Linked DNA regions of Mus musculus: all the other regions are linked to region 1. The links are chromatin contacts, called in public ChIA-PET, HiChIP or PLAC-seq, capture Hi-C and promoter capture Hi-C maps. All regions are on one chromosome and are shown on one strand. Each heading gives the region's core, a stretch centred on a gene start, on an enhancer-like site or on the middle of the called end of the contact. The rest is flanking DNA. Distances are from core to core; before and after follow the strand shown.

Region 1 (4,279 bases), core at 1,040-3,539:
TGTGAGCCACCATGCCCGGCTCTACAGCTGGATCTTATGGAAGCATTTTCTCAACTGAGATTCCCTCCTTTCAGGTGACTCTGGCTTATATCAAGTTGACGTAAAATTAGCCATAACAGCCGAGCATGGTGGCAGGCAGATTTCTGAGTTCGAGGCCAGCCTGGTCTACAAAGTGAGTTCCAGGACAGCCAGGGCTATACAGAGAAACCCTGCCTCAAAAAACCAAAATAAATAAATAAATAAATAAGCCATAACAGACACACACACACACACACACACACACACACACACACACACACACACACACACAGAGAGAGAGAGACAGAGAGACAGAGAAAGAGACACAGAGACAGACAGAGAGAGAGAGAAAGAGAGAGAATCCTTTTAAAATACAGAAAACTTACTGGGCATGATGGCTCACATCTTTAATCCCAGCAAAGGGAGGCAAAGGGAAGCAGATCTCTGGGAGTTCAAGGCCAGCTTGGTCTACAGAGTGAGTTCTAGGACAGCCAGGGCTACAGAGAGAGGAAAATATCTTTAAAATAAGTAAGTAAATTTTAAAACCATATTTATTCTTAGCTTGTAGGCTGTATAAAAAGGAGAGGGGAGATCAAACCGGTTTGACTCACGGGCCATAGTTGCCAAATCCTGGCTTACAGACGGAAAGAATTCAGACATTTCCAGCTCTGTATTGGCAGAGAACTAGGAAGAATGTGTGGAAGCGCTTCCAGAGTGTTATGGTAGAAACAGAACCCTCCCTGGGCAATAAATACTCCTAGCTAAATGGTTGCAGCCAGCAAGGCACTGGGTACTGTGGGCTGTTGCTTGACAGACTGGGCCTCAGTTAGTGACTCTGGGATGTCAGGGCATCCTAGCACGGAGTAGACAAGAGTGGACAGAGAAAGTGGGTGATTTCAAGGCCATCTTGGTCTGCATAGCAAGTCCCAAACCAGCCAGAGATACCCTGGACCTGCACAAGACCTCTGTCCCACACCCCTGAACATGCCCTTGGTTAGGGCATGAGAACCACACAGGTCGGAAGCTCCAGCCTTCTAGTAAGTTCTGCCCCAGTACTGCCCTTTATAGTCATGTTGACCACAGGGACAGGGTACCATTACTGCGATTTTATGGGGCCAGTTGGCCCACAGAGCATTGGAGACTAAGATATGACAGCTAACCATCAAAGTCAGTGGCTGAGCCCGATTAGGGCAGCTGACTGTACAGAGAACCCTGGGATAAAGGGTTCCTGGCTAGTTAGAAGGCCCCTTGGAATCAAATCAAAACAAAAAAACCAACCTCTAGAAACTGCTTCTAAGTGACAGAAGGAGCTAGAACCCTAGGTCTGGTAGCCAGAGCCTGCCCCAAGTCCTTACCATGGACTTTACTCTCAGCCTCTCGTGCTGTTCTTAAAACCAAGTCAAGACTGGGAGCCTCTTATGCCTAAGGAGTCACAAGAGCCACTGCTGCGACACCGGAAAGCCCCCTCCATGCCTTCTGCCCTTGTTTACTGAAGGAGTTGGGGGTGGGGGAAGGGAAAATGCAGGCAGTTCAGGAATCAGAAGAAGCTGCCTGCCGAGGGATAGCCACTGGCTTTACTGGATTCATAATGTGTTGAGCCTGAGGCTAAGACTGAGCCCTTCGTTCAGAAAGGTGTAAATGAACAAGAATGCTTAGTAATTGGCCCAGCTGCTTGTACTGTCTGCCTCCCGAAGGGATATTACCCGGATGATTGCCGTGGGGAAGGAGAACTCCCCTCCTAGCAAAGGCATTGAATTCAGGACAGTGGCGCCCTTTTTGGGGCTGTTAGGGTGTAGAGCCCCACTCATGAGTGTCTTGTCCCCGCCCCCTGACTCACCAAGGGCCTACAGAGGGCAGGTGTGATCAGAGAATCCCTGGGGTTAGTGTGTCAGTCCCAGCAACCGGGCTGACTCAACGGTAGCCTAAGGACTGTCCACAGTGAGGAAACTAGGGGACGAAGGTGACAGCGCCGAATGGCAGGTGAACGCTGGTGCACACTTCTCAGCAAGCACTTGTAGGTCCAAAACACTGGGTGTGTGTATGTTCTGCGCCAGCGGGGAGGGGGGCGTCGGCTGGGCGGTTTTGAAAGTCAGGAAGCCTGATTTAGGCTCACTCCTGTGAGGTGCTCTGAATTAATCACAGTCCCATCTGATTAGCTGAAAGGCCGAGGGAGGGCGTTCGCATCGCCTAGTAAGTCCAGCGGTGCGCTGCGCTAGGGACGAAGCTGCTTCGCGTTCTGAGGCGCGTGGCTCCGCGCGGCCGCCGTAGGTCGGGCGGAGTACGGTGGCCGCAGAGCGGCGGCTGCGACGGGTTCGGCCGGCCGGCGCGGGGCCGCCATGGGCAACCTGTTCGGCCGCAAGAAGCAGAGCCGAGTCACCGAACAGGACAGGGCCATCCTGGTGAGGGGCCTACGGCGGGCAGGGGGCCGGGCCCCGTGGGGGAAACTGAGGCGGGAAGCGGAGCGGGCCGCGCTTCCGGTGCCATGGCGCGCCCAGCTGCAGACTCCTGGACCAGCCCCGGCTCGGCCCGGAAAGACCGGGATTGTGTCTCGGGGCTGAGCGCCGATCCGTGAGAGAAGGTGCCAGGAAGGAAGCCTGTGGCCTTGGCCTTGGAATCCCAAGCCATAAGTTATTGAAAGTTCCTAGAAAAAGCCCCCAGATAAAGATCCCGTGGGCGTGGCTTTCACTAAAAGTCTCAGCGTGATTCTTACTGGGAAAGGGTGCTCGTCCCCCATCTCTGCAGCCTCTGTGTGAGCTGGAAGCCCCCGAGACACTCGTGTCTCAGGACACCGCCCTCCATCTCTAAGTAAAACTGTCACAGAGGTGGGTCCTGCGGACAGGACACACCTTGTCTGCTCCTCTGTGGAATTCGGAGGCTCAGGACACCACTGTCAAGCACACATCTGAACAGTCCCAGAGCGCCAGGCACCAGGAAGGAAAGTGCCTAGCTCCAGGTGCTGCTGCTGCCACTGCCTGACCTGCTCAGATTGCTTGGTCTCCAGAGGCACAGTCTGGCCATCCTGCAGCTCCATTTGGTGCCCCTGTCTCCCCAGGCAAGATGCCTGATGCTTTGTAAACAGCTGGCAGAAATAACCACCCGAGAAGAGCATGGGTAGCCTAACTCAAGGTCTCCAAACCTAAAGGGTGGAAATAGTGAGCACTCTCTGTCATGCAGTTGATGCCCACCGTGGGGCAGACCCTGTAGAGGACACTGGGTGAAGGTGGGAGACCCAGAACCACACCCAGGCCCATGCTCAAACACACACACACACACAAAACACGCTAGCAGAGCTCCCCAGCTAGCCTGTTCTCCTAGGTAACCTACAGTCTATGGTGAATGGTTTCTCACTAACTAAACCTTAAAGGTGCCCATGGCCTTCACTTGAAATAGTCTGCCTCAGGGTTTCATTCTGTGTGTGACATGTGCCCAGGGCCTGTACCTGTTCATCATGGCTCCGCCTGAAGGGTCGGCATTTGGACACAGAACAGAAATGGGCTGAACAGGAGGACTGAGCGCACTTGGCTAGTGGCTGGGGAGGGGGAGGCAGAAGATGTCAACTTCAGACCCTTTGTTACATTTGAGCCTCCCAGGGCCTGGTGGCCACAGCAGTGACCCACAGAGTTCAGGCTGATCACAGCCTCATCCTCCTGTGACTGAAGAGGATGAAAGTCTCCTCCTCGGCACAGTGGGCCTTGGCTTGGGGCAGGCCAGTTGCAACTGCATTGTAAGGCTGGGGATGTTTCTGGATGTTGCTCCATATCTTTGGGTGGCAGAGGCCACTGCTGGGCAGGGTTACCTGGCCCTTCCTGACCATGCTGGTGAGCGCCTGGCAGAAGGACCCGCTGACCAGCCTGCACTCTTGCTCTCTCCCCAGCAACTGAAGCAGCAGAGGGACAAACTGAGGCAGTACCAGAAGAGGGTCACGCAGCAGCTGGAGAGGGAGCGGGCCCTGGCCAGGCAGCTGCTGCGGGATGGCAGGAAAGAGTAAGGGGCACTTCCTTCCCCGGGCTAGCATGGTGTGTGTGTGTGTGGGGGGGGTGCTTCCCTGGGGCTGAGCCAGGGCCAACTCTGACACCGTGGCTTTCCCCTGCAGACGAGCCAAGCTGCTGCTCAAGAAGAAGAGGTACCGGGAGCAACTGCTCGATAGGACAGAAAACCAGATCAGCAGCCTGGAAGCCATGGTAGGCAGTGGCCAGGAGCCTTTGCTGGGAACCCGAGTGCTTGGGGGATGGGCCTCCCCAGGGTGGGAGGTGGGGAACAG
Region 2 (4,279 bases), core at 985-3,484, 240 kb before region 1:
AGTAATAAAGAGAGGTTGATGTGCCATCTGCAACAAAACAATAGGGATGTTATTAAATTCCAAGACCTCTGATGGAAAGACCCTGGATTCAGTTTTCTCTTCCTCCGTATGCTTTATTGCACCACTCACAGAGGTCGGGTAGTCTGCAGTGAGGTCATTCCGTTCATGTTTGCTGAAGTCACTGTGGCCTGGACATTGGTGTGGGTGGGAACAAACAGCAGTGTTAATCTCCACAGCAGAAGGAGCAGAGACCTGACTGCACCCTAAGGAGCCAGGGTGCCTGGCATGCTGCCCATTGCATTGCTTGTGCCCAGCTGCCACATTTTCTCATTTTCTAGCTGTGATTATTCAAAATCAGATACTTTGATAAAGGTGAATTTGGTTCAGTAAAGAATTTAGAGAAGCCATTGTGATTTTATTTCCAGAGGCTGCCAGACTCTGTATTAGGCCGTATTTCCTTGCCTGGCTGATTGATAGTTTATCGGTTTGCACTGGTGGAATGTCTGTTCCTAGTTACATTTAAGACTTTCCTTATTACCTTTAGGTAATAGACTTTAGCTTTGCAGGAGAGCAAAGGGAAAATGCCAGCCGTGGTTTCTGTTGAAAATTCACCAGTAAAGCCCTCTTATGTCATGATGAGCCTCAAGAGGAAGTCTTATGGGAGCTGAGAGCAAAGGCTTTTGGGCTTTTAGGAGTTTGCCTGACAGATTGAGGTGCTGGCAGTTTAGCACAAGATGCAAGTTTAGGAGCTGAGGTAGCTGACATGGAGCACTCGCCAGGTCTCCTTTACCTAAAGCATGGAGTGGGAGGCACTCTGCTGGGGTAGGTCCCAGCTCTCCTGTGGCTCCCAGGTAGGTTCTGTGGGAGTCATTACCGTTTACTGTGGGAGGTAAGGAGGGTTGGTGCACCTGTAACAGTTGGCAGGGAGCTGAGGTGACCACTGAACGGGCCTGTTTGCCAGGCAAGGGGACAGGCTTTTCGCTGTGAGTGCACATAACTGTAGGAGCTCTTTCTCATCTTGGCCAGCAGGAATGAATGGCAAAGGCTCTGTGCAGTCACCGTGGCGTTTCAGGGAGCTGAGTGGTCAGTAGGAGCCACACACTCCTGTTTCCCGAGGCTGCAGTCAGCAGGTCTTAAATCTTAGCTCCTCTGCAGTGCATTCTTGTATCTGTCACAGTGGATTTGTAGTCAACGAATGAAACATGTTTTTATAGATCTTCTCAACAAGCAGTGGACTTGGGAAGTGGGGTCTCTCTCCAGCAAAGCAAGGCTCCTGGGCACACTCCTCCTCTGAAGAGCAGCCATCTTAGCTTTGTGATCGGGTTGTACACTTGGACTGCACACATGCCTTGTTAGCTGCTTTCTAGGAAGTAGAGCTGACGTGGCCAGGGACAGACACATTTCTTTCTGTTGGGTTTACAGGCTTGTCCTGTGGGGTTTAGGCACAGGTGTTTGCAGAGCCTAGTGTTTATGTGCACGTCCGTACTTCTGGGTTGCAGGGGCTGGACCTATGTGCCTCCTCCCTTAAGCAGGCTAGCTGCAGGTTGTTGGGAAGCCTGAGGGGTCAAGCATGGAGTACTGCTCCAGCTCTCTCTCTCCTTCCCTGCTGCCTACACCCTCAGAGCCCTCGAGAGGGGCTTGGGGTCCTACTAGCCTCTTCTCTGGACTGCTCCTGGTTCCTGTGTCAGAAGGCTCTACATGCTTGCTCTGCTCTAAGGGAGGAGCGGGGTGGGACGGATGGTGCTAGTGCTCCTCCTCACCCCACCCTAGTGTTCTCTATGGGATTTACAGTGGGATGTGCTGCACACCAGTACTGGTGCAAGTCAGTGTGCTCTGCCTTACTCGGGAGCGCGTCAGAGTTGCATGTGGACAACCTGAAAAGAAGCGAGTGGAGCTCAGGGGTGGAGTGGGGGTGCTCAGAGATCACTGTGGAGTAGCCTGCCTTGAACTAGTAGTGGTGGCTCTCAGCTTGGGACAATCACATTTTGATAGAACAGTACTGCCCATCTGGACACAGCACTATCATGGCATCGATGTCACTCCTTTGTAGGCTGCCCCTATGTCATGACTGTGCTATCCTCCTGACTTCCTCTGCTGGCAGCCTTCTCTTTCCTCCAAAATAGCTGGATTCTCTGTGGAGCCAGAGCTTGGGCATGATCCACCTGTCTGTGTTTCTGTGACAAACTGCAAGTGAGGGCTCCTAGCCACGGGCAGAATTGTAGCTGAATGACTCATACTGACATGATTCAAACTCTTGTGTGATGCGCTTTGCCCCTGATCTCATTAAATTTGTAAGATGGTGTAGATGTGTCTTGTGGCAGTCTTGGGGTTAACCATTGTGTTGTGATAGTCTCCCTTAGCTGCTTCCTGCCCAGATGTTAGCAACTGTCCCCAAGACAAACATTTTGCATGTTTTTCTGCTCTGGCCATAATCTTGTACCAGCCTGTTTCCCCTCCTCTTTCCTCTCTTCTTGCCTGACAGCCTTTCCATGCAGCATGTTCAGGGACAATTCCGATGGATGCTCTTCAGCCGAAAGGCTTATTAGTCAGCCCTGCCCACGCACTTCCTGTCTTGCCCTGTCCCCAAAGGCCACGGTGTTACAACAGCCCTCTGGATGTGGAACTTAGATCTAAAACCAGTTCCAAACTTGCAAACCTAAGCTGCCATTTTAGCTAATGAGAGCACAAAGGAGTCGCCATCTCTTGACTACCCATTCTTTTGAAAGCTTACACATACTTTAGAGAAAGGTAGGTTGTGGAGATGCGTCTGCTTTCACCTGCAGGATGTATCATGCTGTGTGACTAGAGTGCTGTGGGACTCCAGCTTTCTTGAAAGTGGCGTTATTTGCAGTCCCTGTGTCAAAGGCTCGCTCTCAGAGGCAGTGGGAAGGGTGAGTGGTGCACAGAGTAGGTTCCAGCCGTCCACCACTGCTCCTCCTCTCCCTCCCTTGCTGTGCTGCATCAGGCTCTGAGGATTGCCCTCGGCCTTGCTGTCTCTGCCTTGGTGAGAGGGCAGGTAGCTTAGCGGCTGTGGAGAGACTCTTGGCTTTGGTCTGGCCAGATTTAACAGTGACATTCTTTAGCCCTTTACCCTGACTTCAAGTGCTACTGCTTCATTCTTCTCAGACTGAAAATGGAAGTTGAAGCTGGGGTGGGCATGGTGGTGTAGACCTTTTATCCCAGTACTTGGGAGGCAAAGGCAAGGGGCATCTCTTGAGTTGGAACCTAGCCTGGTCTACAGAGTGGGCTGAGGACAGCCAGGGCTGCACAGAGAAACCCTGTTTGGGAACAAACAAACAGACAAACGGTAAGTGGAGGGCTGATGGGAATAATATTGAGCAGGTCAGCCCCAGCACCCAGAGGGTCCTTGATGCCCAGCCTTCTTCCTGAGTGGTCCCCAAGCCACACTAGGACACACACGCTGCCACTCTGAAACTTTCTACCCCAGAGAGTTCCTTCATACCTACCCTCCTCATCCTGCTTGCTGTCTCCCTGTCTCTAGTATTGTCTGAAGAGCAAGCACCTCTCCACCTCTGCTGCTCATCTTGTAAAGAGGGCTCAGTCCTTTCCTCATAGCCTCCCAAGGATCTCTCTCACCACTCTGCCCTCCCGATGAGGTCAGCGTTTCTGTTTGACAGATTTTGACAAAGAAACCATGCTTGCTGAAGACTGAATCTATAACTCACCCAGCCTCTGGCACCTATGCCTTTATTACTTGGGTGGGCTTTGGAACCTGCGGCTGTGCTTGAGAATGCCTGGTCACATGGTGCTGGTACAGGTGTCATGGTATAACTGGAGCTGCTGACAGTCAGGAAGCAGAAGGCAGGGAAGGCTGAGTTTGAGAGTGCCAAAGGGAGTCCCCATATGCTCACTGCACGCCACTGTGAAAGCTGTAAAGTTATTCCCCAGCTGAACAAGAACTTGCTGAGTGGGGGAGTTGTGCAGTGATTCGGAGGGAATGGTTCTGAACGCTTCCCATGTTATTTGACTTCACTTTGTAAAAGATCCACATGTCACGGAGGTGCCTGCACACCTGGTTGGTCACCATAGCATCAGGACCTCCTTGTGTAGTTGAATTCAATGGAGACATTGAAAATAATTGGAATAAAATTCACATAATATGCCGGGCAGTGGTGGCGCACACCTTTAATCCCAGCACTTGGGAAGCAGAGGCAGGCGGATTTCTGAGTTCGAGGACAGCCAGGGCTACACAGAGAAACCCTGTCTCAAAAAACAAAAAACAAAACAAAACAAAACAAAAACAAAAAAAAAAAAAAAG
Region 3 (4,279 bases), core at 825-3,324, 240 kb after region 1:
ATCCAGAACATAGCATTATCAACCACAAGTTGACTCCCACACACCATGACCCCACCTCCTCCAAGTCAAACCAAGCCACATCCAACCTCTGGCACAGTCGAGCAACAGGTAGTCGTCTTCTGGTGGGTGGGAACAACTAACTGGTAAGTGTGCCAGCATTATGGAATTCCTCAAGTGTACAGTAAGGTACATATGTTCCTTTACCTCATGAAAATTCATCAAGTGTGCATTTAAAATATATGCAGTTTTCCACACACTAAATACAATAAAATGTTTCTCCTTTTTAATTGCCGGAATCACTAAACAAACTAGCTCTAAACCCAAAGGTTTGTTTTTTTTTTGGTTTTTTTTTTTAGCTCCCCCTAAACACTAAGACATTCCCCACTCTGCTGGACTCATGGCTTTGCCCCAAGGCTCCGGAGGAGATAACAATCTAGTGATAGGAACTGACAGGTTTTAGGCACAGTTTGACTGTTTCTGGTCTCTCTTGCACTGGGTTCCAAGCTCTCCCCAAGCAGATCTTCACTGGGCTCATCATCTCCGTTTGCTCTGGTAGAGGCCTAGCACCTGTGCACAGCCAGGCTCCACAAGAGACTGCTCAACCACCTGAGCCCAAACAGCTAATTTCCCAGTCAGCTATGACAGACCCCAGTAAAGGGTCAGTCACACTTCACAGACAGGCAGCAAGGATGACAGAGTTCACTTGGAGATTCGAAACCAGCCAACACTCAAGTCCCAGGATGCAATTCTGCTGACAGACAGTTTCCATGGACACTGGGACACGTAGGCACTCCAAAGACACCCAAAACCATCCCCCAACAACTCAACACTGGGGTTCACAACACAGATGTCACCCCAGAGGATCTAGCTCTGTCCTCCTGTCTACATCTATTAACCATATCAAATACCCTACCCGGGAACCCTAGATACAGTCTCAATCAGGATAGGTTGTTGAGGATCAAAAACTCATTGATTAAAAAAACTTGTTTTCTATTTTTAGCCTGGGATGTGAACGACAAAACACACGAAGTAGTTGTTAGTCTACTATTAAATTATCAACAACCCATTTTCACTTCCAAATGTCTATCCCGGATTAATCTTCCACCTCATCTCCTGGGAGTCATCAGATAGGAGGAGTGGTCTCTGCCTTGATAACCCACTGTTTCAATAGAACAGGACAGCAGCCCGCGTGGCATGGATGAGCGACGGGGAACCCCGCCACTCCCTTTGTTAAGAGAGTCATTACCCAATTTGACGTTTCCATCTGCTTCCGCAACTCACTGGCAGACACAACAAAGCCACGTAGAAATGACCATCTTTTCATGTGGCATTCAACACAGAAATAACACCAAACTTTTTTGTATGCCGGCTTTTCCAACTGCGGTGACACATGATACAGATCAGACCAAACGAATGCTTTAAATCGCCTTGAGTAAAGGTGAGTAGCCGAAGCCGAGGACCGGCATGCTTCCGTGCCATGCAGTCGGTCAGAGTCAAAAACAGGACCAACAAAACCACTATCAATCCGCTAACGTATCCTTCTCTGTGCCTTTCCGTACAGTGTGAGCAACCGCTGAGCGCGCAGATCCGGACCGCGACTCGCTTCGGGGACGTTGCTTGGGTCTCTTCCCGACCCGCGGTGCTCACACCCCCTTCCCACCAAACGAGCACTTCAACCTGATGCCCCCGCGCCCTCGACTCACCTGCTTGAAGCAGAAAGGCATGGTGAGCACGCTGACGCCCACGATGCTGTTCACCACGTTCGTGATCAGCCCCCACTTGGAGGTGGAGGCGGCCGTCATTTTGAGGGTCTAGGGACCAGGACAGAGCGACCCTAGATAACCCTAAACCTGAAGCAGGGGGGGCCGCGGACAGGCGTCGCGAGGTCAGCCTCCAGACCCTGCCAGGCTCCGCAGCAGCCTCATAGCCATGGTTCCAGGTTCCCGCCTCCGCCTCCCCAGAGTGAAGCGGGAACCCGGAAGCGCCGCAGGCAACGCTAGCAACACCTCAGCTCCGCTTCGCTGCCTCCGGCACCCAAACTTCCGCCTTCGGAGCCTACTCTACCAGGAAGTGACGGTATCAAAGGGCGGGATGAGGCGGGACGCCAGCCAACTAGAAGTAGGTGTGTATGCCCGAGGAGGCGTGGTTTGGGTGGGCCCAGAGGCGGAGCTAGGCGTAACTCTGGCCAATAAGAAGTATGTGGGGGGAGGGACGGCGGGACGTGGGGCGGGGTCTGAATCAGGGCGGGGCTACAATCTGGGTTAGGGGTTCCAGGCTTAGACTAGTGACTGTGGCCGCTGGTAGAAGAGTCATTTGCTGGGTACAACCTCTAGTGGAACAACAGGAGAGAAAGAGAAGGACTACCTTTCAGGTGAGGAGTGGGCTCTTGAGGGTTAATTTTCAGGTCCTTGCGCACAGGAAGGATTTTGGGTCACAATTGGAGGACCTGTCTAGACTGAATGCCAACTTATTGGGACAAAATTAGCACTTAACGTTTTACAGATAAAAATCATCGGGACACCGGGAGGTTCAGAGACTCAGCAAAGTCACAACAGCCTGGAGGAGGGAGCATGGAGATGTGTCTGTTTGATACGCTAAGTGGGTGAAAATGGTCTACTGCCCTAATATGAAAGAAAACCAGAGGAAAGGTAAAAAGGAGAGACTAGGGAAATCTAGGATTTCAAGAGATGGTGGCTTCTGTACTGGAAGGACTAATGAGAATTCTTCCTGGAGTAATGGACATTAAAGAGACTAGAGAAAAGAGAACGCTCCAACACCTAAGTGGATTACTGGCACCTGGCAGTGTTCTTTATGGTGGTGTCTGTGGTGAATGAAGGCCTAGGGACCTGAGGTCCAAGAAAGACCCCACAATGATTCCAGGAGGCCAGAGCTGTGCATGCAAGGAGGAACTTCAAGCTGCCTAAAGAGGCTCTCCTAGAAAACAATTTGAGGCCCATGCAAGATCTCAGACAAGGGACAAATTCTTCCAGCATCAGGCAGAGCAGCTTCTAGAGATGAGAGAGAGAGAGAGAGAGAGAGAGAGAGAGAGAGAGAGAGAGAGAGAGAGAGAAAGGAAAAGCTAGAAAGAGCAATTGGTGGCATGAGCCATTAATCCCAGCGTTCAGGAGGCAGAGACAAGCAGCTCTCTTGAGTTTGAGGACAGCCTGGTCTACATAAGTGAGTTCCAGGACAGCCATGGCTACGTGGAGAAACCCTGTCTCGAACAAAAAAAAAAAAAAAGGAGTAATTGAATACAAAGCCAGAATAGGGTTGGAGAGATGGCTCAGTGGTTAAGAGCACTGACTGCTCTTCCAGAAGTCCTGAGTTCAGTTCCCAGCAACCACATCATAATGGGATCCAATGCCCTCTTCTGGTGTGTCTGAAGACAGCAACTGTGTACTCATATACATTAAATAAATAAATCTTTAAAAAGAAAAAACCAAAATACTAAGTGTCTGTATTCATCGTTTGTAAGTGAAGTCATTGTCCACAATCTATCTGACCCGTTTCTGTGTTTCCATATTCATGTATCTGATGTTCATCCCTAAGAAGGGGCTGCTCAGGGCTGGAGAGATACACTGACTGCTCTTCCAGAGATCCTGAGTTCAATTCCCAGCAACCACATGGTGGCTCACAACCATCTGTAATGAGATCGGATGCCCTCTTCTGGTGTGTCTGAAGACAGCTACAGTGTACTTAGAGAGAAAGAAGAAGAAGAAGAAGAAGCAGGTAACTTTTCAGTTCATCATGGGATTGGGAACATAGACATAAACATGGTGATAGAAAGCCATCTTACACTTTGGGAACAGGGCAGGACCTGAGCAGAAGTGGAGCAACAGGTGGGAAGGAGCCTGGAGGTCTAGACACCATCACAATCACAAAGCAGGCCACTCTGACACTCCCTCTCCACTCTCTCCTAGTGGCACCATACAGTAGAGACAATCTGATTTAACTACCTGTTGTATTCTGTTTCGTGAGCTAAGCTCTAGGCTTACTAATTCGTTGTGCATGAATAGGGAGAGCGTTTTTGCATCTTTAACTGTCCCAGCTTTCTCACGCAACCTTATTTACAAAAATTCACCATCATCTTGAATATGTGCTATGAATCATTCATTCTTACTACTGACATCCCATAATGCACGCATACCCTTTCTTCTGCTCAGGGCACCTGAGTTGTTTCCAGTTATTTTCCACTGAAACGAATGATTCAGGGCTATGATGTGGCTCAATTGGTAGAGTACCTGCCTAGTATGCAAAAAGTCCTGGGTTCCAGCTGTGT
Region 4 (4,279 bases), core at 915-3,414, 210 kb before region 1:
TATAAGGACATTGGAAGAAGGGAGTCTAGCTCTTGCTCTTGCTCCTTCGCCTGCTTGCTGCGTGAGACTGAGTAACTGCTAGATCCTTGGACTTCCATTCACAGCTGTGACTGAACGATTGTTGGGAATTGAGCTGCCGACTGTAAGTCATCAATAAATTCCTTTATTATCTAGAGACTATCCATAAGTTCTGTGACTCTAGAGAACCCTGACTAATACAGTATGTGTGGGGTAAACATGATCTCATATGTCCCCAGTCATGCTATAGTGGGCAGTGGGTATGCATGGGGTAAACACGACCTCATATGTCCCCAGTCATGCTGTAGTGCATCCTGGGTATGCGTGGTGTAAACATGACCTCATGATGCTAAAAACCTATAACCTTTATGCTTCTCACCTATTGTAGATAAATTAGGTACTTTGTATTTTGGAAATGGCCTGGCCTAAAAATAGCACTTACAGTGTTTGCAAATATTTATCAAGTGTCTCCATGTGCAGAGAGCATGTCTGCATAATGTTTAAGGCCATAGATGACCTTATGAGTCAGAAAATATTCTTCTGTCCTCTGACAGCTGCAGCTGGGCAGGAACACATGCACTTTTATGTCCCCGTTGGCAACATTATTCTAAGAGAAGCTAGATGCACCACCACCCTGCCCCGGAGTCTGTGATAAGTGATTTATGTACTCACAAGACAGTGCAATCCTGAATGGAGAGTGCTCTGCTCTGGAGCAGTAGCCAATATGCCATCTTGTCTACCAAGCCACTGGAACATCCCAGGGTGAACAGAGGAGGCCTACTCTTTCTAGAGCAATGGAGGAGATGATGTGCTGTTCTAAGCCCTAGAGTTGCCCTTCATTGGTCAGGAGCTGCTGGTTTCCAGGATCCCACCTGCCTTTCAGGTATTGGTGTTTTCCATGTTTGCTGTGCAGAGAAATCAAAGATGCCTCTTTGCCGCTGGCTGATTTCCCGAATACACTTGACACTTTCTTCTAGTGTTTGGAGATGATTGTTAAGCACCCCAATTGCTACTGGGGTAATAAATGTGGGTTTTGGGGGGGGGATATGATAATCCTTCACATTATTGGCATGTCTGTGTCTTAGGTTTCTATTACTGTGATAAAACCTTGCCCAAAAAGCAACCTTGGGAGGAAAGGTTTATTTCATCTTATAACTCTCATCACTAGGAATGCCAGGCTAGATATTCAAGGCAGGAAGATGAGAGAGGGGCAGGAACTAAAGCAGAAGCTGTGGAGGCATGCTGCCTACTGGCTTGCTCATCATGGCTTGCTCAGCCTGCTTTCTTAGACAGTTCAGGACCACGTTCCCAGTGTGGCACCACTCACGGTCTGGGCTTCCTATATCAGTCATTAATTGAGAAAATGATAGACCCAGGCCTGTCTGGTTGGGGCATTTCTCATTTGAGGTTCTGTCTTTTTAAACTATTCTCTACCTTGTGTCAATAAAGCCTGCACAGCCTGCTTTTGATAAATAAAAGTTCTGTAAAGATTTTTTACCTATCTGGGCTCTTCCTTAAAATCTCTGATCATCCTTTGGGAAGTGCTTCATGTGAGCACATTTAGTCTGGCCATGTGTTGTCCCCATTACTCAGGCACAGAAGCAGAGAAATGGCTTAAATGTCTGCACATTTGCCTGTTTGTGTCTGTAGCTTTGTGTGTGTGTGTATTTGTAAACTTACTCTCATGGGCACTTTCCCTGTGTCCTCAGCTTTCTGTCACCCACCTGTTTCCCATCTTCTCATCTGGCTCAATTTGGAGCCCGTTCCATGTGTCATGCTGCTCCATTCATTTCTAAAGAGAACAGATTCTTTAAGCGTGCAGTCTATGTGCGTAGGTCACAGATGAGGGCATCATTGATCGAATTATCTACCCTGCTGATCCATAGGCATGCTCTATTACTCACTTCCTTTCTGAAGCTCATTCCCTGTTCTGTCTGTTTTCGTTTTTCCCCCTTAAATGAACTGATTAAAGAAATGAGTTTCTCTGCATCCTGTGGAATTTAATGTTTCTGTGGTTTGTTGACTCCTACCCCAGTAGCAAACCACACTGGCATTTGTCCTTGGAATTCCTCTGTATGGCAGGTGAACCTAGAGGCTTATAAAGATTCTGGTGCTCAGGGGTGCTTCAGAAGTGGTTCTGCAAGCTTCTTTTTATGTGTACAGAACTCTTGGTTTTCTTCTGCCTGGCTCCACTCGCTGGGCTTATGGGAGAATGGTGCAACAGTGCCCCTGGCATCCCTTCTTGCTGGTTAACTGGGTTGTTTATCCACACTTCCTCTCCACTTATTGGATAGCTTGAAGTCACTACATTTAGAAAGACCAGAGTTGATATACTGTCCTTTATATGCCTGTTTTAAAGTAGTAGGTTTCTCATAGGTAACCAGTAAAGGATGTGGGCATGTGTGTGGCCAAGCTCTTCGGTGCATTCTGCATTGGTAATCATTGATATTCACTGTATTTTGGCAATGGCAAATGGAACTATTCCTGCTGGCTCCTGGGTCTTTGATGCAGGCCCAGGAGTGTGTGATTGCCTCTATTCTTTGAGGTTTGACAAGTCAGGGTATTCTGTGTTCGTTCCATGCATCCTCCACCCCAAGTCCTATCTCTGAGGAGTCCCTGGTTTTTGTTTTTGTTTTGTTTTGTTTTTTTTTGCTTGTTTATTTATTCCTGGGATGGCATATTTAGAGAGGTTAAATCCTAGCCACAGGAGTGCACATCGGCCACACCCAGCCCTTTTCCGCTGTGAGCACTTGCTGACTCAGGTGTAAGGCTCCAGGGTTTCTCTTTGATCCTGTGGTGATGGGTGATGGTGCTGCTCCTTTTCTTCATCGCCCTTGTCTTCCTCCTCTTCCTCTTTTCCTCTTCTTCTTCTTCCTCCTCCTCCTCCTCCTCCTCTTTGAGTTCAGGTGGCTCATGGTGGGACGTTTCAGCTTCCATTTAACCCTGCACTATACTCAACAGTGGTCTTTGAGAGTTGTCTTTGGGTGTCTGCTTTTCCTCTGATGACAGGCTTAGGTGTGGGCACTTTACCCTATGTCATGGTCCCTGGGAAGAATTCTGTCTGTCTTTTCAATAGCCACCTGGGTGTGTAATCAAATCCATTTGTTTGATTTTGCTTACAATTTAAAAATTATTTAGGGGCTGGAGAGGCTGCTCAGTGGTTAAGTTTACCTGCTGCTCTTGCTGCAGAGGACCTGAGTTTGGTTCCCAGCACCCACATGGCAGCTCACAACCATCTAACCCCAGTTACAGGAGACCTGATGCGATCTTCTGACCTCTGTGGGTGCCAGACGTGTACCAAAAAATTATGCATAATTATTTTTAAATTAAAATTTCCTTTTTCTTTTTGTTTTAACGTTATGTACATGAACATCTGAGTGTATTTCAGTGCCTACAGAGGTCACAAGAGTGCTTCAGATCCCCTGGAACTGGACTTGGGGTGGAGGATGAATGGAATGAGCACAGAATACCCTGACTTGTCAAACCTCACAGTTAACTCAGAACCAAACGTAGGTCCTCTGCAAGAGCAGCCAGTGATGTACTACTTAGCCATCTCTCCAGCTCCTTCTTATGTCTTCTAAGGTCTTATAAAACAAAATTAGTTTTGCTTTGTAATTATGTAAAACTTAATTCCTGATTCGAAGTTAAATGCAGTGAAGGATGTGAGGGCAATCTGGCTGCTAGTCCTGTTTCCTCAGCACCCTTGCCCCCTTGGGCAGCACTTAAGTGTTTCATTAATGGGTGGTATACACACGCAAGACTGGGTTTTCTTCTTTCTTGTATGAATGGTGGACGTTATGCACATGATTTTCTTCCTAATGTTTCTCATACTATATCAGATTAGAACACAAGGTCCCCATTAGAGTTAAAGCTCTGTTCTTTTCTCAAACTCAGAGCTATTTTATGTTGGGCCATTGATTTGTCATGGAGGTGAGCATGCTTCTACATTTTGTGAGAATTAATTGCAGGATGGCTTTACCTTTCAGCTGGCAATTGTGACAACCAAGCAAGCATGCCACAGATGCTACCGAAACCAAAGGGGAAGTGCTCCAGCTAAGAACAGTGCTTCCTTTGTGGGGCCTCGTAAGCAGGACTGGGGAAGTGAAGAGAATCCTTTATTTTAGGAGTGGAGTAGCCTGATCTATACGTCAGAGTTTCTATTTTGGGCTCTTACCTCTTTTTCAAATCAAGGAAGGAGGAACTGTTGAATAATGCATGAGAGAAAGAGACAGTTTTACAAACCTCATGTGAAGCTGCTCTC
Region 5 (4,279 bases), core at 1,221-3,720, 210 kb after region 1:
TCTAACTACGTGCTTGCCTGTGGTGGCAGCCTGCGCAGAGTGTGCACCCATTAACAGGCAGGCACCTAACTGAAGCTCTTGGCGACATTTTTGCCACAGCCAGAACAGAACATACCCAAAGAATACTAAGTGCTACTGACCACAGGTACGAAGTTTCTTTAGTGAGTGCAAACAAGCAGGAACATACATCTTGGGTAGTGTGGGAAGCCCAGGGTCCCAAACTGTCCCTGAGCTGTACTGGGCTGTGGGTCGGTATGCGGACTGCCACCGTGTGTGTGATGCAGTGCTAACAGCTCCTTTGGAGTTCTGAGTTCCTTTCCAGTCCTGTCAGCTGCAAGGCAGGCTAGAGAGTCAGGGACGGGGAGCCAGCCCAGGGTAGCCTCAGGCCCAGGGAGAAGACCCAGCTAGCCTCAGAGTTAGCCCGGCTCCCAGAGCTGTGCCTCAGCTTCCTGCAGCGGAAGAGCTGCTTTTGAAGCAGGGATCTTGGTCGATAAGCAGGATCCGGTGTGCCAGACATCTGATTTCAGAGCACCCTGCTGACTGCAATTCTGGCATCGATCCATCTTAATGTAGTCCAGAGCCAGCCAGGAAAAGACACAAATCCACCCCCTACAGTGCAGCTCAGGTTTGGAAAATACAGGGGTCTGAGCAGGGACACAGTCCATAAACATCCTATCTCCCCCCATCCCTCAAGGAGCTCCACAGTGGCCCCCCGAAGAGCCCTAACTCCTAACACTGTAGAGCCCTAGGACTGGGCAGAGAACACACCTTTCTGTCCTGGACAAAACGGTCCATACACGAGTTCTAGAGACAGAACATATACCCAAGGCCAGGCTCAGTAGAGCACCTTGATTCTGATACCAACAGTACCAACGGTGCCGTGTGGGTAAGCGGGTCCCCCTGCCTCAGGCACCTCACTCTAGCAGACTACAAGACAGGCACTGACCTGCTGAGAGCTCATTGCTATGTGCGCAGGTGTGTGCCACTCACACTTGCCCAAGATCAGCTGATTCCAAAGTGGGGCCAGCAGAGCCTTTTTTCCTGGAAGAATCCACTACTCTTGCAAGCGTCCCTGGGACTGCAGTGCCCCCTGCTGGTTTCATAGCAGGAGATCCTCAAACAGCAACCCACAAGGCCAGCCAGCCTCACTAAGGGTTAGAGACAGAAAGCAACTGCTGGGTGAAGCTAGGTTTTTGTTGCCGTTCACTGGGCCACTGTCATGCTTTCTCATCACCCTTCCTTCACGCACCCTCGCATCCTCGCACTAGCTGCCCACCAGCCTTTTCTGGCTCTTTGTGAGGCCCCCGAGCAGAGAGCAAACACCGCACTGAGCCAAACGTTCAATTGACCGGAGGAGCTGGCTCAGCTTGTCCCTTCCTTCTGCAGGAGCAGCTGGGACAGGGCCTGGTTCCTGCCTCTCAGACCTGGCCACACTTCCAGAGAATGTTTTTCACAGTATGGAAGCTACCACGTGCCCCAGTCAGCCCAAATGACCACCTGGCTGAGGACAGCAGCACAGAGGACTCACGGCAGAACTGCAGTATCTTCCTACCTCAGTCAGAGAGGAGTTCAAACATTCACGAGCCTCGGGAAGGAAAGGTTAGACCAGGTCATGGCTCAATTGGTAGACACCTGGTGCGCTACACGTGAAGCCTTAGGTCAGATCTCTAGCACTACCTGACACCTGAGAGACAGAGGCAGGCCCAGCTGAAGCTCAAGGACATCTTTGGCTATGTGGAAGGTTTGAGGCCAGCCTGGGCTACACAAGACCCTGTCTCAAAGGCCAGGCAAGCAAATGCAGCAGGTGCCATGGCGTTGTGGTGGTGAGAGAACAGAGGGGAGAGACCAGCAGCAGACTGTAGGCCAACTAAGTGAGCAACCAGGCATCTACTCTGTGAGCCACCATGTGGGTGCTGAGAACCCGACTCAGGTTCTCGGGAAGATAAGGAAATACTCTTACACGTTGAGTTAAATCCCCAGCCCAAGAAAATCTTTCTTCCTTTAAATTTTACATTTATAAATGTTATGTGTATGAGGGCTTTGCCTTCACAAGTGTGCACCACATGCCTGCCTCACGCCCCCTGAGGTCAGAGGTTATAGATGGCTATGAACTACCATGCAGAAGCAGGTCTCCTTCAAAAGCCACTGATTCTCTTAACTGCTGGGCCAACTCTCCAGCCCCAAGAAAGTCTCTCTAACTAGAATCCCCTCCCATCCTACCCTCCCCCACACAGCCGAGGTTAAACAGTAGGATCTGACAAACTAGTAAGCTCATATGCCACCCAACAGGCAATGAGTTAACCTCACTGCCAAGCTGCCACATCAAGTCCTGCGGAAAGCTGGTATTGCACGTTTTCCCCATATACCTACAGCACTAGGTGAGAACACTGAGGTCACCCGGCTGGCGACACGGGCAACAACTCCAGGGAGCAAGGTAAGCACTCAGGGAAAGGCCACAGTCTAGACTCCAGAGTGACTCACCAGGCTGGGCACTGAGAACTGGAGCATAGGCTCCAGCGGCCACAGCCTGAGGGAGAGCACAAAAGCCCATGCAAGCATGATGCCGGCGTGTGCCGCTTTCCTCAAGTACGAGCCAGGGGAGAGCAGAGCACAGAGGGAGCACAGCAGCTGCCAAGATGAGAGTGATGATGCCAAGATGAAAGGCAGCGAGAATCGGCAACATGAGATCCGAGGACCAAGGGCACACTGAACCCAAGTTTATCCCAGCTAGCTACAGCCTCTGCCCATGACCTCACAAGGCACACCGGAGGTGGGGGTGGGGGTGGGGTCACACCGCTCAGAACCTCTGTCGTTTCCTAAACATGACTGAAAAGTACTAAGCATGCCAGGAGACAGGACTAAACCACAGAACACTAAGGAGCAAAAATGGAACATCAGTCAGAACTGAGGGCAGCTGCTCCTAGATTTACAATGGGGTTATACCTTGATAAACCCAACGTAACTTGAAACTACCTAAAGTTGGAAACAATGGCCTCAGTCTCCTCTCTGTTGCTGTGATGAACACCCTGACAGCAGCACCTAGGGGAGGAGGGGTTTACTTTGGCTCATAGTTTCAGGGTACAGCTCCCCATAACAAGAAAGGCACGGGAGCAAGAGCCGTCGGCAGCTGCTCAGCTGTATCCTGGGCAGGAAGGAGAGGGAGACCCTTGCTCAGCTCACTTCTAGGGTCCATGATGCCCCAACCAGAGATGGTCCTGGCTCACTACTAGAATGAGTATCTCATTTGATTGGGAATGAAGATAACCCCTCACAATCTAGCCCACCATCTAGTGCCTGGAGGCTTGTCTCTCAGGTGATCAGAGGTGCTGTCAAGCAGAAGATTAGCACTAACCAACATGCCATCTCTCGTCTTTTCTTTTTCTTCTAAGACAGAGTTTCTCTGTGTAACCCTGGCTGTCCTGGAATTTACTCTGAAGACCAGGCTGGCCTCGAACTCAGAGATCTAGTAGCCCCTGCCTCCTGAGCTCTGAAATTAAGGACGTGCCCATCACCACCCCAGCTGCCATCCCTAGTGTCAAGTGTCACTGACTTCTGAGAGTGGGCTAGAAGGGAGTTACAGCTTGTCATTGCCGCCCAGTGCCACAAGAGCTTCCACAGCACTGACTTGAGAAGGTCGAATGTCCATGTACGGCATCTACTGAGTGAACTTCACACCACTGTAAAGTCAAAGAGCTGTGTAGGCCTGGGGTCGTGAGAAACCGTCCATAACAGAAGCAATAATGATGCTGAGGGCTGTGAGGCAGCTCAGTTCATAAAATGCTTGCTGTATAAACACGACTATCTGAGTTTACACACACACACACACACACACACACCCTGCACGCACACACACACTCCAACCCCAACCCCATGTCAATAAGTAATAGCCTGGGGTGGATGGAACTGCCTTTAATCCCAGCAATCAGGAGGCAGAGGCTGCCTGGCCTACATAGTGAGTTACAAGACAGTCAAGGTTACATGGTGAAATTCTGTTTCATAAAAAAAAACCAAAAAAACAAAAAAACAAAAAAAACAACAAAAAAACAAAGCCAAGCAGTGGTGGCACACATCTTTAATCTCAGCACTTGGGAGGCAGAGACAGGTGAATCTCTGCGTTCAAGGCCAACCTGGACTACCTCTAGACCTGGGCTACACAGGAAAACCCTGTCTTAAAAACATAAAAGACAAATGGAAAGTTTAGCCTAAGTCAGTGGGTGTACCAGTCAAGAACTTGACTCTGCAGGTAGCAGGTAGAGTGCCACACCCCTTACACATGACC
Region 6 (4,279 bases), core at 727-3,226, 190 kb before region 1:
TATATGGTCTAGGTGCCACCTGTAATGTCCTCTTTTCATTTCTATTCATAGATTGCATTTATATTATATATTCTAAGTATTATGTGTGGGTGGGTTACACACATGCCACAGCATTAAAGCATTAATGCGAGGCCAGAGAACAGCTTTTGGGAGTCAGTCTCTCTCTCTATCATGTGGGTACTTAGAACTGAACTCACGTCACCAGGCAGCCTGCTAAGCTATCTTGCTATCTGTTAAGAAAGAGGTAGAATTTAAAGGAATATGGTGTCATGGACCACCAGGAACTCACCGTCCCTTTCAGGAAAGGAAGCTGTGGAGCCATGTGTGCCCTCTTCAGTCTCACGCCTTCTCACTCTATCTTTTTACATACTGACATGAGGGCACAGAGGAATCCAAGCTTCTTACTCTCTGCCTATCTCATCTCATCTCATCTCATCAGGCAGAATCATTTCAGGAAGAAAGGGTTTATTTTAGCTTGCACATACACATATACACACACACACACAAACTTTTGTGAGTATGTATGTAAGTAAGTATGTATGCTTAAATGGTCTTATGTTACATACATGTAGAAGTTAGTATGTGGCTATTGCCCGAGCTTTTGTTCCGCCGGCAAGAACACGCTCAGGACAACCGGAATCTTCTTCAGCAAAAGCTTTATTGCTTACTTCTTCAGGAGCAAGAGGGAGAATGGCAAAACCCGTCCCTTTTAAGGAGAATTATCCTCCGCCTAGGACGTGTCGCTCCCTGATTGGCTGCAGCCCATTGGCCGAGTTGTCGTCACGGGGAAGGCAGAGCACATGGAGTGGAGAACTACCCTGGCACATGCGCAGATTATTTGTTTACTACTTAGGACATAGGATGTCAGCGCCATCTTGTAGTGGCGAATGTGAGGGCGGCTCCCCACATGTGGCGTCTTCTTCAGTCATCTTCCCTCTTATTTTTTGAGCCAGGGTCTTTTCTGAATCCAGAGATCTCTGTTAAATCTCTGCTATATTACCCGGCCAGCAAGCCTTCCAATCCTCAGTATCTCCTCACAGTGCTGGGATTAGAGACACACACCACTACATCCGGTTTTTACGTGGGTGTCAGGAACTTGAGCATAGCTATACATGTTTGTGCAATGTAGAGCTCCTGGCAGGGAGACATGGCAACAGGTGACTTTATGGTGGCTGATGCAGCCGTTTGTTACGTAGTGCCACCTAGAAGCAGAAGCTAGGACCAGAAGTGGCACCGAGCTCTAATCCTCAAGCCTACCCCAGTGACCATAAGTCACTCAAATAGTCCCTATGTCTACAGCTTTTTAAATCATCTCTACTGGTAGTGGACCACATGAGCTGCTGAGGGACGTTTCAAAATCAAACCATAACGCCGTTTCCAGTGGTTTTAAGTTGATGTGTTGCGACCATCCTGTGGGTGAAGGTACAGGTCTTGGTTCTTCCTCTTGGTAGATCAGGACTCCCTCAGGTGCAGACACTGGTGTGGACTTTGGTGGATTAGGATTGAGTGCAGACGCAGGGTCCTAGTGTTTCTTCTCGGTTGGCTGGGACTTCCCTGCATAGACTTCTCTGTATGCTTTTGTTTGTTTCCACTCTATTGGCCGTACTTAGAAAAAGTCCATTTGTTCCATCGTAGATTTCTCTGGAACCTGTTGAGTCTGAGTCCTGGTGATTGACAGCTGGCCACACAGCTGTTCTTGGGTTGTCTCCTGTTGATCCTGATGGAATTCTTTATATTCTAGACAGAAACTCTTCATCATCCTGTGAACTGTGGCTGTCTTTTCTAAATTTATGACTTGCTTTCTATTCTGTTTGCAGTGTCCTTTAAAGGACAGGAGTTTTTATGCTGAACAGGTCACACTCAGTGTTCTCTCTAGGGGCAACTGCACCTGACCTAGCCAACCATAGTTAGGCCTGTGATGGACCCTTTTCATATATAGCGTGAGATGGAATCTGCTTTTGTGTTTATAGCTCACTGTAAATTATTTATTTATTTTATATGTGTATAAAAGACACTAAAACCCAGTACTTAATTTATAAGCTGTAACACTGAATCGAGCAGGTTCCTACTATATTCAAACCATTTGCCCCTTGTCACCTGCTGTTTGAGGCCCACCTGGGCTGCTTTTCCATTAGCCTGTCCTCAGGGTCCACTTTTCCTGGCCATAGGCTCGTGATTCATCCAGCCTCATGGTAACTTCCTCTTCTTTCTGTCTTCTCCCTGCTACTCCGGCATCTCTCCTGAGTCACCTCACTCAATCCTCAAGTCCCGCCTTCCTTTCTCTACTGCCCAATCACATGCTCTAGCCTTTTATTAACTAATCAACTTTAAAATGGGAGCAAGGTTTACACACGAAGACCGTTGTCTATGAAAATGTACTCTGGACTGCAACTAGATCTTGGGTTGAGAATTTAGGGTTTGTATGCATAGCTCACTGCTACCTCCCCATCGATGCCAGCTTTGGCATGAGTCATCTCTGTCCTGGGCCAATCAGCAGTCTTGGTTTTCAGTGTCTTAGTTTGAGGAGACATAGGTACCCTTTGTTCTTCTTATTTGATGTTTCGGTTAATCTTGGCTTTTTGCTCTAATAAGAAAATACTAAGCCAGGCATGGAGGCGCACGCCTTTAATCCCAGCATTTAGGAGGCAGAGGCAGGTGGATTTCTGAGTTTGAGGCCAGCCTGGTCTACAAAGTGAGTTCCAGGACAGCCAGGGCTACACAGAGAAACCCTGTCTCGAAAAAAAAACAAAAACAAAAACAAAAACCAAAAAAAAAAAGAAAAGAAAAATTACTGAATACAGTCATCTGTTTCCGTAAGACTTTGGGGCTGGATGGCCCAGCAGTTAGAGCACTTGCTGTGCTTCCAGAGGACCTGGTTCAGTTCCCAGTGTCTATATTGTGGTTCATAATCACCTGTAGCATTAGCATCAGGGTTTAGCATCAGCACCTACATACATGTGACATACATACATTCTGTCTCTGTCTCTGTCTGTCTCTCTCCCTCTCCCCCTCCCTGCCCCCTCACACACACACACAAATAAGTAAATAAACAGGTAAGAATAAAAGTAGTTCTTAAGAAGAAAAGGCGTACTTGTTGGAATATGCTGTGTCTTTGGCTACAGGTGATCAGGCAGATCCTAGAAGATCATTACAGATGATCTTTTAGACTGTGATCATTTAAAATGCCTGTCAGGATATGATAGCTTTCTTGATAAAAGTGTAAGTTTCTTAATTTTCTTACTTGAGTATTCGGGAAGGACGTTCTCCAGACTCTTGTGGATTCTAATAGTTCCTCAGGGTGTAAAGTTGCTTCTCATTTGCAGACGAGCATTTTCGTTTCTTCTTTTCTCGCTTGTGCCTTGTATGTGTTGTTCTTGTTTTCCACTGCTGGCCTTTAAGAGAAGGAAACAGTAACTGGGCCCCCTTGTCTCTTTTGTGGCTTCCTGAGGAATACTCAGTCCTGTGGAGTCTGCAGGAGGCTTTTTGTGAGGAGGGGGAGGATGGAAACAATTATTTATCAAATTAAGAACTGTTCCTGCTTTATATCAGAGAATCATGATGAGGTACTGGCCTTCTAAAGCCTTTGTTTCGTTGTGTGTTAGATCTGTTACTGCTTGTTTTTGTTTGTATGTTAAAATTATGAGTAGATGTTGACTTTTCTAAAGTCCTTGGTTTGATGTATTTCTGTTAAGATGGTAGAATCCCTATTCTCCCTTAACTTATAAGGGACGGCATGATATCCTGTGACTCTGTATTAAATGCCACACACCTGTTCTTGAGATGGCTTATTTATCTCTGTGTATCGTCTGTTTCACACATGGTTTAATTCAGCTGGCTGGCTGGTTTTGTTTGTTTGTTTGTTTGTTTGTTTGTTTGTTTTAAAATCTGTGTTCCCTGTTGAGATTTTCCTGGATTTTTCTCTGTTCCAAGTAATCAATATTCTGTGGCTTGAGAAAACGAGTAGGGAATTTCCTTCTTGTCATAGGCTCTCAAGTGGTATTTATAAGACTCGAAGCATTGGATTGCCCAGGGCAGGGCAGACTGTTGTGTGAGGTCTCTGACTGCTGGTTTAGGGTCTTTCTTGGGTAGAAGTAGGTGTTCATTTTTTTCTGACCTTTTGAAGATTTCAATAAAGGTTTTGAAATTGTTGATACCTGTTGTTCAAAATACCTCCCTTGCCACCATGTGAGTCTAGGGAATGGTAGCAGTATATATTGTTCTTGGAGTTGAGCACACAGGCCTTCTTTGTTTTCTTAGTTATTACAGTGAGGGGTATGTG
Region 7 (4,279 bases), core at 988-3,487, 130 kb after region 1:
ACAACCCAGATAGACCATCTCTCTGTATTGTGAGCATGAAAAGCCACTCCCCCACTGTGAGTGCAGAGGCCTCAGGCACCAGTTCCGTCCACACCTCCTCACCCCAACAAATAGTCCATCAGGCATCTCCTCCAACCCAGACCTAGCCATAGGCATCACCATCCCATTTTACAGATTGGGAAACAGAGGCAAAGCAAAGACAGACACGGGAACTCTGGTGGTGGTGGTGAGATAGTAGGCTTTAAGCATAGATTTAGTGGGAAGACAGTGAACCCCATATTTCCTCTGCAGCACCCACAGGGCCAGGGTTTGTCACCCCACTGAGGTCCCCAACTTCATCACCATCATCCACACCCATGGGTGGACTATCAGGACAGGAGGGATACAATATCCACAGGCATACAGCTCTCAAGAGAAGTCCTCTTGCTTACAACACTTTTCCCCCTTAGATCATTAAAGCAGCACACTGTAATTACACTGATCTACTGCGCAAAAAAACGCAAGAGCTGCAGAACCCTGCTGTTTCTCTGATGTGGGGGAAGGGCACCCCTGTCCTGGATACCCTGGAGGAGCAAAGGGTGATAGGCCACCAGGGCAGGTCTGGGCCCAGCAGAGGCAGGTGGGAGGGCACATAGATTCCTCCCTACTGTGGTCAGCCTAGGCCCCACCCCAACCCCAACAGCTCCAAGGCCACCTGTCTGCAGTCAGGAGTAGCCGCCCACTGGAAGGACCAAGGGCCGGGTGAGGCTTGCCATGGGAGACATCCTGAGACTGGTGATGCTGCCCTTGGATATCTGTCCCTAAAGGTAGTCTGGGCCTTGGGTGGTTTCTCAATACCACCTCTACTCCCGCCCTGGGTTTAAGGGGTCACTGACACAACCCCTAGGTTCTGTGCCTTTGGTTGCCTGGTGAAATGGTGACCTCCAAGCCCCTTGGCTCACCCAGGAAGTCATTTCTGAGCAAAGGACACTTATAGCCCTATACCAGATAGACAGCTCCATCGGCTCCCCTCCCTGGGAGCAAATGCCTTCAGATCCAGCCCTGCCCAGGGGACTCTGTGCATCACTGCACATTCTGGCCCCACTCCAGGAGGGAGACCCAGGAGAGTCATCGTATGTGAGCCGGGCTTTGTTTGGGCTGTGCAGCCAAAGCCAAAGCTCCAGGGACTTGTGGGTGGGACTCCAGGCTCCTCCTGGGCACAGGTTCATTCCCCTCCCTCCCAGGCTAAGCAAACAGAATCAGGATTAGAAACAGCTGCCCTGGCCCCCTCTGCCCACCACAGCTGTCCACCGTGGCCAGGCAGTTGTGGTAAACACATTACCCTGGTGTCCACTAGCCAGGTGGAGCAAGATGCCCGACCCCAGGTCCTGTGCAGTTAGTCAGCACCACCTCTCTAGAATGGGACCTCAGGTGGGCTCATGCTAGGGTCTTCGTCGGTCCCCACACCCACCACAGGCTGCCGAGGGAGATGGGCACGCTGCCTTGCCAGGGATTTGCAGAAAACAGCACCAGGGTTAGGAAGGAGCCTTCCACCAGAACATGGATGAGCAAGCTTCCACAGCGGGCCTGGGCTCCTGCCCTGCCTCACAGAACACCCCTCACCTCCCCAGGGCCCTGAGTCCTGGCAACCTCTCTCCGGGACACCTGGGGCCAACACAGGCCCTCTTGTCCCAGTTACCTGTGCCAGGGAGGCATCCAAAGAGGCAGGGGCTGATGCTGCCAGCCAGCGCTGAAGGGGCCGGCTGTACAGGGTCTGGCCCCAAGGCCTGCCCACCTCCGGAGACCTGTAGTGGGTCCTCGCCGGTCCCTGTTCTTCTGCGGGGACTCAGGGCGGAGAAAGGGTTAATTTCCAGGCAAAATGGGAAACCGTGGCTCCAGCAGCATCATGTCGGCGGTAGGGAGACAGGTGGGGGGGCAGTCGCAGCCGCAAGGCCGCCTCCGAGGGCGCCGCGCGGACTCACCCGGGTCGAAGTGGGAGCTGAAGGCAAAGCTGGGGTTGAAGAAGGACGACGACATGGCCAGGGCCAGCAGCGCGATGAGCATCCCCAGGGCGGGCGCTGCGCTTAAGCTCAGAACGCCGGCGGCCTGGGCCGGCGTTCCGGCATCATCGTCCAGCGGCCTCCGCAGGTGCGGAGCGCACGGCCCCCCGCTCCTAGCGCCCCCAGCCACCGCCGCAGCGCGGGCACCAGTGGGGGCGGCGACAGACTAGGCGCCTCCGCCCGCCGCCGCGGCGCCGCGGGGCTCTGGCTGGTGCAGTCCGAAAACACGCGGGAGCGCGCGCGAGGTGGGGGGGGGGGAGCAGGGGGGGATGGAGATGGGGGCTGGGGGTTACTTTCTGGGACAAAGCAGGGGAGGGGCACGCAGTTCGTGGGACAATGAGGGAAGGAGAGGGGTCACGGAGGTGGGGGGGCTATGAAATAAGGGGGGATGAAGACAGGGGCGCAGAGGCTGGGCAGCGCGAAGGCTGGGGACACGGAGAGGGGACAGAGGCAGGGGAGGTTCACGTAGGTCGTGGGACACTAAGAGATGGGGAGGGGGCACGGAAGCTGGGACTACGGTGGGGGGGGGGCAAATGAAGTCTGAGGGCACGGAGGGGAGGTAGGAGTGCACAGATGATACGGAGGGGGCCGAAGCCTGGGAGGCATGGAGACTGGGGGAAAGGTAGGGGACCTAGGCAGAAGGAGGGGTACAGGCTGTGGGACACTAAAGGATGCAGGCTGGGGAGAGGGCACAGAGGCTGATGCTATGGGAGCTGAGGAGCACCGAGCGGAGACACAGCAGAGAAGGGACACGCAGGTCTTGGCATACGAAGGGTGTGGGCTGAGGGAAAGGGTATGCAGGCCTCGGCTACTGGAAAGGAGACTGGACGGGACAGGGAGGAGGGACACGGAGTGTTGAGATGGAGACAGTGGGGTCATCGAGGCTTTGGGGCTCCAAAGAAGTCTGCTACTAAGTGGGTGGGGGTTTTGGAAGAAGGAGCCGATGGTTGCGAGTGACGAAGGCCAGGGGCATCCAGGCAGGTTAGAGGAGAGTACGGAGGTCGAAGGTCCGGGGAGGCTGAGATGAGGATGAGGGGTCAAGCCCTAGATGGGAGAGCGACTGAGACTGGAAGCTGATTTGAGACTGTGGGCATCTCAAGAGGTCACTGACTTCGTGGTGGTTGTCACGGAGGCCAAGGGTCACAGGTGAGGTTACAGACCGGAGTGTCCATGGAGGTGCAGAGCTGGGGTCCTGCTGAGTAGCGGATGGTGGAAGGAAATACTAGGTGGGGGATCCAGGAACTCATGGTTACAGGGTTACTCGCAGGTTTGGGGGTGGCTTGTCAGGACACGCTTACACCGGTTGGGGTGCTGTTTTTGCACTGACCGCCTGCAGCTGTGCCACGATGCGACAAACGGCTGGCCCCATCTGGCCCCATCAGCGCAGAACAGCCGGGGCGCTTGGAGCAGGCGGCGGCGCCGGGCACCGACGCCGTGCCCCGCGCCCCTCCTCCTCCCGCCGCAGCGCCATCTTGCAGCGTTGCTAAGAAGCTGCAGGCCTGGCGGCATGTAGGCGAGGCACGAAGAGGGGTTGTCACCTGCATGCAGCTCTGGGGTCCTGGACAACCAGCTATACTACTATTCATTCATTCTTGGCCTAGTTACAGAGCCCTTTGGGGTCCGAAGTTGGGAGAGCAAAGGGATTTTGCTAGTCGGAGGGGCCCTGTTGGCAGGAGGGCCCCAAGACTGGGGGAGAGGGAGTGTCTGGGTAGAGGGTCAGCAGTGACTAGAATAGAGTGGTCAGAGTCAGCAGGGTCCGAGGTATCAGAGCTGCCCTGATTTTTCTGACATGGTCCTTGTGAAGTTTGGGGGTAGCCATCTCTGTTCATGTTGTCAGCAGAGTGACCCAAAACTGCTCACCTGGAGGGCACATGGGCTTTTGGGTTGGTCTTGAGCTCATGGCTGACTAGGTGTTCTCTTGGAACCCTATGGAAAGGGTGATCAAGAGAGGCCTGACCCAAAGAAGAACAACTTCTTCCCATGTCAGGCAAGGGCAGCAATCACCTCTAGGTAGGAGGACCCTTAGTTTTTGGCCAGTAGTGTCACAGAGGCATTGGCAGCTGATGTTGAAGGACATTCTACAGTTCTGATCCATGCAAGGAGTCGTGGGGTGCATAGGGACCGTCCCTGGAAGCAGCTGACCTAGAGGGCATGGCCTGGGGGCGGGGGGCATGCTTATGGAGGAGAGGAAGGCAGAGATGGCCTGGCAGGGAAGCTCATGGGAGAGAGGAAGGCACAGG

The links. ChIA-PET counts read pairs in DNA pulled down with a chosen protein or histone mark. HiChIP or PLAC-seq counts read pairs in DNA pulled down with a chosen protein or histone mark. Capture Hi-C pulls out chosen DNA fragments and counts their contacts.
Region 2: an RNA polymerase II ChIA-PET map of effector CD8 T cells shows a contact between it and region 1, with 18 read pairs. The contact joins the enhancer-like site here to the promoter of Chmp6 in region 1. A contact is called at or near these places in 2 of 39 promoter capture datasets (the SN4741 cell line and embryonic stem cells), 3 of 484 Hi-C or Micro-C datasets (cerebral cortex, embryonic stem cells and stem cell-derived neural progenitor cells), 5 of 115 datasets of contacts at active chromatin or transcription factors (the 230-238 cell line, bone marrow-derived macrophages, effector CD8 T cells and 2 more) and 1 of 9 other capture datasets (liver).
Region 3: a contact with region 1 is called in a capture Hi-C map of embryonic stem cells, with 2.1 times the contacts expected there. The contact joins the promoter of Slc38a10 here to the promoter of Chmp6 in region 1. A contact is called at or near these places in 2 of 39 promoter capture datasets (the SN4741 cell line and hippocampal neurons), 3 of 115 datasets of contacts at active chromatin or transcription factors (bone marrow-derived macrophages, effector CD8 T cells and pancreatic cancer cells) and 1 of 9 other capture datasets (embryonic stem cells).
Region 4: an HNF4G HiChIP or PLAC-seq map of pancreatic cancer cells shows a contact between it and region 1. The contact joins the enhancer-like site here to the promoter of Chmp6 in region 1. A contact is called at or near these places in 4 of 484 Hi-C or Micro-C datasets (ECoMG-derived neutrophils, the N1E-115 cell line, colorectal tumor organoids and 1 more) and 3 of 115 datasets of contacts at active chromatin or transcription factors (bone marrow-derived macrophages, embryonic stem cells and pancreatic cancer cells).
Region 5: a FOXA1 HiChIP or PLAC-seq map of pancreatic cancer cells shows a contact between it and region 1. The contact joins the enhancer-like site here to the promoter of Chmp6 in region 1. A contact is called at or near these places in 3 of 39 promoter capture datasets (the SN4741 cell line, embryonic stem cells and hippocampal neurons), 1 of 15 datasets of contacts at CTCF or cohesin (embryonic stem cells), 2 of 115 datasets of contacts at active chromatin or transcription factors (pancreatic cancer cells and pro-B cells) and 2 of 9 other capture datasets (embryonic stem cells and liver).
Region 6: an H3K4me3 HiChIP or PLAC-seq map of bone marrow-derived macrophages shows a contact between it and region 1, with 2.4 times the contacts expected there. The contact joins the enhancer-like site here to the promoter of Chmp6 in region 1. A contact is called at or near these places in 1 of 39 promoter capture datasets (the SN4741 cell line), 6 of 484 Hi-C or Micro-C datasets (ECoMG-derived neutrophils, the N1E-115 cell line, bone marrow-derived macrophages and 3 more), 4 of 115 datasets of contacts at active chromatin or transcription factors (bone marrow-derived macrophages, embryonic stem cells, microglia and 1 more) and 2 of 9 other capture datasets (adipose tissue and pancreatic islet).
Region 7: a contact with region 1 is called in a promoter capture Hi-C map of pancreatic islet. The contact joins the promoter of Aatk here to the promoter of Chmp6 in region 1. A contact is called at or near these places in 6 of 39 promoter capture datasets (the 3T3-L1 cell line, embryonic stem cells, hippocampal neurons and 2 more), 4 of 115 datasets of contacts at active chromatin or transcription factors (bone marrow-derived macrophages, lineage negative bone marrow cells, microglia and 1 more) and 3 of 9 other capture datasets (adipose tissue, liver and pancreatic islet).

The regions. Positions count from the first base shown.
Region 1 is chr11:119,911,521-119,915,799 of GRCm38.p6, forward strand. It overlaps Chmp6 (charged multivesicular body protein 6), which reads left to right and starts at 2,290. Exons shown (of 8, transcript NM_001085498.2): 1 at 2,290-2,417; 2 at 3,893-4,002; 3 at 4,112-4,199. The coding sequence starts at 2,355. It overlaps Gm39485 (a long non-coding RNA gene), which reads right to left and starts at 2,292. Exons shown (of 3, transcript XR_003949830.1): 1 at 1,856-2,292.
Region 2 is chr11:119,674,772-119,679,050 of GRCm38.p6, forward strand. All of the region lies in intron 3 of Rptor (regulatory associated protein of MTOR, complex 1), which reads left to right. Among named protein-coding and RNA genes, the nearest start is that of Rptor, 74 kb to the left of the region's middle. Within about 2 kb of position 2,235, at least 132 of the 459 cell types and tissues checked have an H3K27ac peak or open chromatin away from gene starts, as enhancers often do. A contact at or near this core is called in the SN4741 cell line, bone marrow-derived macrophages, effector CD8 T cells and 1 more, where this site is marked.
Region 3 is chr11:120,149,277-120,153,555 of GRCm38.p6, forward strand. Slc38a10 (solute carrier family 38, member 10) reads right to left here and starts at 2,075. Exons shown (of 17, transcript NM_024249.5): 1 at 1,704-2,075. The coding sequence starts at 1,802. It overlaps Gm11769 (a long non-coding RNA gene), which reads left to right and starts at 1,131. Exons shown (of 3, transcript XR_389232.4): 1 at 1,131-1,438; 2 at 1,562-2,122; 3 at 2,503-3,445.
Region 4 is chr11:119,705,282-119,709,560 of GRCm38.p6, forward strand. All of the region lies in intron 3 of Rptor (regulatory associated protein of MTOR, complex 1), which reads left to right. Among named protein-coding and RNA genes, the nearest start is that of Rptor, 100 kb to the left of the region's middle. Within about 2 kb of position 2,165, at least 9 of the 459 cell types and tissues checked have an H3K27ac peak or open chromatin away from gene starts, as enhancers often do. A contact at or near this core is called in pancreatic cancer cells, where this site is marked.
Region 5 is chr11:120,119,786-120,124,064 of GRCm38.p6, forward strand. All of the region lies in intron 10 of Slc38a10 (solute carrier family 38, member 10), which reads right to left. Among named protein-coding and RNA genes, the nearest start is that of Ndufaf8, 23 kb to the left of the region's middle. Within about 2 kb of position 2,471, at least 20 of the 459 cell types and tissues checked have an H3K27ac peak or open chromatin away from gene starts, as enhancers often do. A contact at or near this core is called in pancreatic cancer cells, where this site is marked.
Region 6 is chr11:119,726,160-119,730,438 of GRCm38.p6, forward strand. The region is part of intron 4 of Rptor (regulatory associated protein of MTOR, complex 1); the gene reads left to right. Among named protein-coding and RNA genes, the nearest start is that of Rptoros, 110 kb to the right of the region's middle. Within about 2 kb of position 1,977, at least 10 of the 459 cell types and tissues checked have an H3K27ac peak or open chromatin away from gene starts, as enhancers often do. A contact at or near this core is called in bone marrow-derived macrophages and microglia, where this site is marked.
Region 7 is chr11:120,044,908-120,049,186 of GRCm38.p6, forward strand. Aatk (apoptosis-associated tyrosine kinase) reads right to left here and starts at 2,238. Exons shown (of 14, transcript NM_001198785.1): 1 at 1,962-2,238. The coding sequence starts at 2,043.